2 separate regions of the Macaca mulatta genome follow, and region 1 is linked to region 2. A link is a contact called in public Hi-C data. All regions are on one chromosome and are shown on one strand. Each heading gives the region's core, a stretch centred on a gene start, on an enhancer-like site or on the middle of the called end of the contact. The rest is flanking DNA. Distances are from core to core; before and after follow the strand shown.

Region 1 (4,221 bases), core at 1,541-4,040, 230 kb before region 2:
CTTGAGAAAATTCTTCTCTCCAGACCTCGATTTCCCTTAGTTTTCAAGCTGCATCCTAAAGAGTGCAGGGCTTCAGTTGAGGAGCCTCATGGATGGTGGTCTTTCCCCACTCCCCCACTCCTGCCATTCAGGTGGGAGGCTCCCCACACCTTCTCTGTAACCCCCAGCTTCAAGCAAATCTGATCTTCCTTTTTAAAAGATATGTTGTATATCTTCTGAAGGAGGTTTCTTCTGAAAACACTGGAACTTAATAACTTCTGAAGTTCCCTCCAGTTGTGATGCCAGGCAGAAGTGTCTGAAAGCAAGTGGGGGGCCATGAAGTTCCCCCGCACAGCAAAGCAGGCCCAGAAGTTTCTGCCATTCAGCTGAGCTCCACAGTGAGTCCATCCTCCTGTGGTCACTCATCCTGCCTCCTCTCTGCAGGTGCCAGCTGGGCCACATGCTGAGCTCGAGATTTCCACCTTTGTTCAGAGCACTTGTCATCTCCAAACGGCTCTCCGTTCTCTCCTCCACCATCCCATTGCCCAACTACACACCTGTAAAGACAGGACTATGCTTTTCAGCATGTCATGACCTTGGCATGCAATAGATGCTCAATAAATATTTTCACAATAAATAAGCAAATGCTGCCTCCAGGGTCATGCTCTACACTTGTGGTAGACAGAACTCTGTCCCCCTAAAGATGTCCCCACCTTCTGGACCTGTGAATATGGTACAGCACGTGGCAAAAGGGACTTGACGGGTGTTATGAAGGATACGGGTTTTAAAATAGATTATCCCGATGAGCTGAGTGGACTCAAGTTCATCTCACAGGACCTTAAAAGCAGAGAACTTTCTCTGGCTGGGGCAGGAGAAGTGAGGCAGAAGGGGAGGTTAGAGAGATTCAAAGAGTATCGAGGACTCAACCTGCTATTGCTGGCTTTAAGGATGGAGAAAGGGGGCTGTGATCTGGGGAATGCAGGATGCCTCTAGAAGCTGAGAACAAGCCTGGCTACAACCAACCAGGAGCCAGACTTCAGTCCTACAGCCACCAGGAATTGAATTCCACCAACAACCCTCATGAGCAAGGAAACAGAACTTCCCTCAGAGCCTCCAGATAGGAGCCCAGGCTGGCCAATGGCTTGATGTTGGCCTCCTAAGACCTGGAGCAGAGAAGCCAGTCATGGCCCCAAGTCCCGCCCTAGACACTTTCCCCTCCCCTTTACCCTGCACTTCTCATCTCAGCTTGCCATCAGCTTCTCAGAGGACCCGACTGACATAGAGCATGCCCCACTGACCCCTGAGGATGAGACACACAAGAGGTCAGGATCCAGGTGGGCTCTGGGTCCCTGCAAGGTGCAGGGACGAGGCTGAAGCTGTCCTGGGCTGTCAGGTGCCGGCCGCTCCAAGCACTCTGCTCTTCTGATATCTGGCTCCCTCTGTGAAAACTCCTGCTGATCGGCTGGAGGTGCAAGATGGTTGGGGGCTGGCCCCTGCTAGGAAGGGTCCCACCTGCTTGGGGTGGCCTTGCCCCCTTTGTCCCTCGAATCCCTGTGGCACTTCTTCTCACAGTTCATTTCCATATTGGAGCCGTGAGACCATGAAGTGCAGGGTGTGGACCTGGGGATGAGGCCAAGGAAGTAAGGTCTTCACTCGGGCCCCAGTGCAGGGAATGGTACACCAAGCCCACTTCAGCTCACCAAAGGCAGCTTCAGGCCTCAGCCACTGACCAATGCAGCCCATGCCATCCGGAGGCTGTTGGAGGGGGACCCTGTGTCTGTAGCTCCATGGTGGCCATAAGGGGCATGCAACGGTGAGCAGTCTACCTGCAGGCCCCAGTCACCTGACTGTCCTCGCAGCACCCAAGGGTCACAGCTTCAAGATCCTGAGCAAACTTTTTGTCCAACAGACAGCATGCCAACCCCTCCAACATTTCAATCCCCTTAAGAAGCTTCTGTTTACACACCACAAGAAAGCAGCCACTCCTTTTAGGCCTGACGCTTCTCTTTTCCAAACATCAACCAAAAACCCGGCAGGCTTTGTGTTTAGAACATAAGGGACATACCCTCCCCCAGCCCCTCCCAGTCTCCCTGACTCCTCCAAGCACCTGTGCAGCCAGTCTGCTTCTCCCCTAGCCTTCCCCCATCCAATCCTGCACCTGCCATTCCACATCTAGGTTTTCTCTCCATCCACCTCTCCCTCTCCATCACTGTGGCCATCCTAGCCCAAAGCCACCTGCTGCAGCCTCCTATCAGAACTCCCTCTTTCACCTCCCCCTCTACCATCCATTCTCTGCAGAGCAGGCCATGTAGAATTCTCAAAGCAATGAGTGTCATGTCACAACTGGGCTTAAAGCCATCAATGACTTCCCTCTGTGGGTAAATTTAAACAGGAACTCCTCTCCTCTCAGTCCTCCTTTGCACTTCTGTCCCTCCTGCTGTTGTCCTCTCACTGCTTGGACCTCTGGCTGGTCCAAGGTCAAGCCTGGACTGCTTGGACAAGCCTTCTCTCTTCCCTTTATGGTCCCTGGAATGTACGGTCCATGGAGCAGAGCCCTTGTCTGTTTCACCAACAGAGTTCCATCACCAAGACCCTGAAGCACGAAACCCATCCATAGTTGTTGAATGAAAGAATGAGTGAGTGCAGCGAGTAAGAAAGAGTATCTGGGTTTAAAAGCTAGAGGAGAGATAGCAAAGTCACACAAACGCTCGATGACTATAAAGGATCTCAGTGCAGTTCTGTGGAGCTGTTGCCTATCAGGTGTAGTGCCGGCAATTCCACTAATGGCCACCGGGGGCGCAGCGAGGCGGCAGCGCTGCCAGGCCCCCAGGCGGATCTTGCAGGAGGCTGGGCTCAGAAAGCCGGATTTCAGCGCCTGCTCCGGTCTCGTGTGCTTTTTCCGTAACAGTGTAACTTTTGATTAAAATAACGATATGCATTATTCATGTCATTACTATAAATATTGTCTATTATAAAGAGATTAGTAAAACCACAGGTACAAGTTATATCTGTTTCTGAAATAGACTTAACTGTTTGTCAACGACAAAGTAAGCACTGAGCTTACGTCCAAAGCCCAGAGCCTGCCCTGAGTCCCTTCCTGGAGTTAAAAACCTCCTGGACCACTCCTGCACCAAGCACGATGTCTTAGTCCGTTTGTAGTTCTATAAAGGAATACCTGAGGCTGAGTAATTTATTTTTAAAAAATAAAGTGTATTTGGCTTACGATTCTGCTGGTGGCAAGATTGTGCATCTGGTGAGAGCCTCAGGTTGCTTCCACTCATGGAGGAAGGTAAAATGGAGCCGGGTGTGCAAAGGCCACAAGGGGAGAGAAGACGCAAGAGAGACAGGGGAAGTGCCTGGCTCTTTCTAACAACCAGCTCTCATGGGAACTAATAGAGGGAGAACTCACTCATTATCTTGAGGAGGACACCAAAACCTTCATGAGGGATCCGCTCCCAAGACCCAAACACCTCCCACCGGGTCTCATCTCCAACAGTGGAGATCAAATTTCAACATGAGCTTTGGGGAACCAGTACTCAGACCACAGCACAAGACTTCAACTTGTTACATCAGCTAACCTGTGCTTTGCATGACCAACTTGATGTCTCCGAAGAGGATGTCTCAACAGAGCCTCCTTGGCCCTCTAATTGGTTCTATGACAATTCTATTTGATCCTTTTGATGGCCCAATGGGCACACCCTGCACCTTTGGGGTGGCCACTGGCCCACCAGGCATCTCATGGCAGCTCACCCTCAAGAGTGGCTACACACCCCAGCTTGTGTTCCTGGAGCCCTGGATCCTTTGGCTCTCAGTCGTGTATCTTTAGCCCGGTTGCTGGCCTCGGTCTGCTGGCTGTGCCCTGGATGCTGGCCTCTGCTCCTTTGTGTCTTCACATCCATAGAAGCTCTTCCTGAACCAAGACCGTGCCCTTCCTACAAACTCTGAATTGACCTGTCTGCTCCCTATTGCCATGTTAAGGTCATCAGAGCGGCAGCTGAGATGAACCAATCAGGGACAAGATTCTATGAGATTTTGCTAATGTACCAGGGCCCCCGCCCTGAAATAGGCGATCACAGCCAAGCTGGTGATATGACAAGTCAGGTTCATGATGGACGATCATGACTAAACAGATGTCACATAAGTGGATTTACAATTGCATTATTCCAGATTAGAGCATGGCAGATGGGGGTTCCCAGCCACAGAGGCTCCTCTCCCAGGACCCCCTCCCTGTGGCTGTGAGAG
Region 2 (3,734 bases), core at 791-3,290:
CTCCTGGCCTTCACCAACCACCCAGCTGGGCTGGCTCTGTGATGTCAGCAGCGAAGAAGACACAGTTCCTGAACGTGGAATCTCAACTGAGAGGGAGGGACCACTGGCCACATGGGCTGCCTGAGGCCCCTCAGAGCCCTCAGCACCCGGGGCATTTCCAAGCAAGTCCGGCAATAGCAGTTGGAAGTTATGCTCTGCCTAGCCCATCGTATGACCCCTGGAGGGGCTGCCCCCTCCTCAGCCAACTCAAGGCAAGCTGGCACCTCCCTCCAAGGCTCCTGCCTTCCAAATCCCAGGAAGCTGCTTCCTGGGCAGGACAGGACCTGCTCATACCAATCCCCACGGAGGGGGCTGGGGGAGACTGGGGCTTCCCAGCCTCCAGGTGTCTAAAAGGGGCTAAGGCTTCTCAAAGCTGGCACTGACTCCTTCAGATGAGCTCCCCTCTCTTGCTGCCTCCCCTCAGTGCAGAGGTGCCGGGGTGGTGAGATCACAGGCTCACAGAGAGCCTAGCCCACGGCTCCTCCATCAGCCCCTGCACACTGCAGGGCACATCACGGGTGCAGAACATGAAGCTCTGTCCTCAGTGAGGCATTCCTCACCTAGCAGCGAAGGCGAGCCCGTCCCACAGGTGTGGATGCAGGGTCCTGGGGGCAGCCTCCCCCTCTCCCTGCCCATGTGGTCCTGGGCACTGTGTATCCATTTTCACTACCCACCCTAGCCCTGAGGAAAGGAGACCTGGATCCAGCCAAAGACCACCGTCCCCAGGCCCGGGGTGGCCCAGGCCTGGGTGCTGGACTCCAGCAAGGCTGGTCCCATCCTTCCATGAGATCTGCTGTGTCCACGCTACCAGCAAGAAGCTCTGCCCTTCACATGAGACATCCAGCTCCACCCCAGCAACAGGGCTCCAAACACTTGCTGGAGAAAGTCAGGCCTGCCACGCTCACAGAGCCAGATCCAGCTCTGCGTGAAGCTGGCTGGGCCTCGACCCTGGGTAACTGGGCCCGGCGCAGCGTCTCTATGTGCGCCTGGGGCTGTGTTCTTTTTTTCTTTCTTTTTCTTTCTTTATTCCTCCCTCCCTTCCTTTTTTCCTCCCTCCCTCCCTTCCTTCCTTTCTCTCTTTCTTTCTTCCATGTATTTATTTAATTTTACTCAAGCTACTTTGACCCTTTTAAACTGAAAAAAGTTCCAGCCAATCCCCACATGCAAGAGCTAGCTCTTGTTCCAGGAGCTCCCAGTGCTGACACGGGGTAGGCCTGATGCTGACTGCATCTGGAATTCAGAGAAGCCGGAGGTCGGAGTGAGCCCCTGCTCTGGTTCCAGCTCAGCCCCTCCCTGGACCTCAATTAACCCCAGGCCTGAGTTGAGTTTAAAATCCTGTAGCCTGTCTGAGATTCAGCTTCAATGACCAACTCAAGCCCCCCAACACACACGCACACTCACACACGCAGAGTCACAGGTACAGAGACACACACATGTACACACAAAGAGACATACACAGAGTCACATACAGGAACAGACACACAAACTGAGAAAGAGACACAGATACACACACACACACACACAGAGACACACACAGAAATACACACAGACACACACAAGCACAGACACACACACAGATACACAGAAAAAGAGATACAGACACACAGGAACACACAGAAACACATACACAAATACACACAGGGACAACACACAGACACACACACATCTGTAACGCTCTGAAGACTCAGGCAGGGCCGTCTGTCACCCAGCACAGCCTCATCCTGCCAACCAGGCTGGACAGGGCCCCTGAGGCCATTGCAAGGGCAGAGCAAGTTTGCACGGGGAAACCCACATTCGTTCCCTCGCAACGCTGGCTGCAGCATCCCAGGCAAAGGCTTCCCAGGCTGAAGGGGGCTCCGTGCAGGAGGAGGGGCCCCCACACCGCACCCCACGTCCCACTTTCCTCCCTCTCTCTTCCCACCTGCCACCTCTAGCTCCGCGGCAGGGAGTTCTGGTAACAGCTAGACACACGGGCAGAAACCCACAAAAAGACTCACACATGTGTGTGTGTATTCCAAGGAAGAAGTGAAATCCTTGCTCCCATTGCCATGGCAACCCCACTCGGCGCTACAGCAAGAGCTTTAATTGGCAGTGCTTATTTGGCTGAAACCCCAGGAATAATCAACAGGAGATTAGAAACATTAAAAGCCAGCAGGAGCATCCTGGAGAAGACGACGACAGAAAGGACGATCCCCCTGAAAACTCTATTGATGACAGGAATGACAATCGTATGGTTTATTGCGTGACTGCGTCACGCCAGCCTGTGCTGAGTTCTTTGCATGCGTTATTTTGTTGGATCTTTCCAACAGCCCTTTGATGATTTCTCCCATTTTACAGATGGAAAGTTACCTGAGGCTCAGAGAGGTAAAGGAAGTGCCCCAAGGCCACACAGGATTTAAAGCCTGCTTGGAATGACTCCAAACGCCACCCTGGTCATGATGGTCATGAGCACTGTGCTTTGCCTGGGGTCCCCAAGGAGGCACCAGAATCAGCTGCCGGGACCCCTGTAGCTTTTCCAAGGCAGCTGACACCCTCTATGCCCCTGGTGGCTAAAGACCACAGCTCAGCCAGCCAGAGGGCCTGGCCAGAGGTGACCTCCAAGACACCAGCCAACACCTGTGTCCAGGTTGCTGCCGGCTTCACCCCTCAGACCTCCCGTCCCTGCTGCTGCTCTGGCCACAGCGTCCACCCTGCAGCCCGCCGTGGGCCTGCTGACCTCTGGTGGCAGCCATGGGTCATGGCACCAAAACATGGACTTAACTCCCAGACCCTAAGGAGGAGAGCGCTGGTCCAGGAGCTCCCCATGCTTGGGAGAGCCCCTGCAAAGGATTCTGAGGGTGCCAGAGCCAGGTGGGCAGGGCAGCGTGGCCAGCACCCAGCACCTTTTGCAGGCGTTCAGAAGGGAAGAGCCGGGCTCCAAGAAAGGCTGCCCTGTAGTTGCTCCCTTTTCTGCTGAGGGAGCAGCTGACAGGGGAGGCCAGTTAGCACCAGGGATCCTCTGGCCACAACAGTCCTGCCACCATCCACAAGCAAGTGGCTGAGTCCTGTCTGCCCAGAGCCCAGCCAATCGGCACTGCAGACAAAGGACGCTGACCTGGCCCTGGGTCCCTGGCCAGGCCCTAGACTTGGAATGGCTCTGCCATCCCATCCATAGCCCCTGAGCCACTGATGGCAGCACCTGGACCCTGGACCCTGAGCCCTGGTCTCAATCATGATGTCAGTGCTGGTGCTTTCTGAGCGCAGCTCCCGGGGAGCCAACATCGCACCAAGTGCAGGGACCTCCAGTTTTGTCTGTTGCGTGATTTCTGGAAGCAAACAGCCTGCAGCCACTGACAGCAGCCATCAGACAGGCACCGAGAAGAGCCCAGCACGATGGCGGCAGCAGGCGGGCTTCCCAGGCTTCGTAGGCTTCCCAAACGTGTATCCACTGAACAATTTAAATTGCTTTTTTTGAAGCAACTGGCATTTACTCAGTTGGCATCTTATTAAACTTCCCCCTCTTGAGCTCCTCAAATATGCAAGTCACTGTTATTCCAAATCAGGGGACTTACAGTTGAAACGGCGAGGGCAGCGGTGTGCAGTGTGACCCGCCTTACCCGGAAAGTCAGAGCGCAGAGGCAGGGTGAGGGCTGCACCTGCCAAGCTGTCGGTCAGGAGCGCACCAGGTGCCGCAGCCGGCTTTGCTCCTTTGCCTG

The links. A called contact is a pair of places that touch in the nucleus more often than the background predicts.
Region 1: a contact with region 2 is called in a Hi-C map of fetal cortex germinal zone, with 3 times the contacts expected there. The contact joins two enhancer-like sites. A contact is called at or near these places in 4 of 14 Hi-C or Micro-C datasets (cortical neurons, fetal cortex germinal zone, fetal cortical plate and 1 more).

The regions. Positions count from the first base shown.
Region 1 is chr1:235,287,325-235,291,545 of T2T-MMU8v2.0, reverse strand. No RefSeq gene overlaps it. Among named protein-coding and RNA genes, the nearest start is that of KCNAB2, 480 kb to the right of the region's middle. Within about 2 kb of position 2,790, at least 6 of the 40 cell types and tissues checked have an H3K27ac peak or open chromatin away from gene starts, as enhancers often do. A contact at or near this core is called in fetal cortex germinal zone and fetal cortical plate, where this site is marked.
Region 2 is chr1:235,053,822-235,057,555 of T2T-MMU8v2.0, reverse strand. No RefSeq gene overlaps it. Among named protein-coding and RNA genes, the nearest start is that of KCNAB2, 250 kb to the right of the region's middle. Within about 2 kb of position 2,040, at least 10 of the 40 cell types and tissues checked have an H3K27ac peak or open chromatin away from gene starts, as enhancers often do. A contact at or near this core is called in fetal cortex germinal zone and fetal cortical plate, where this site is marked.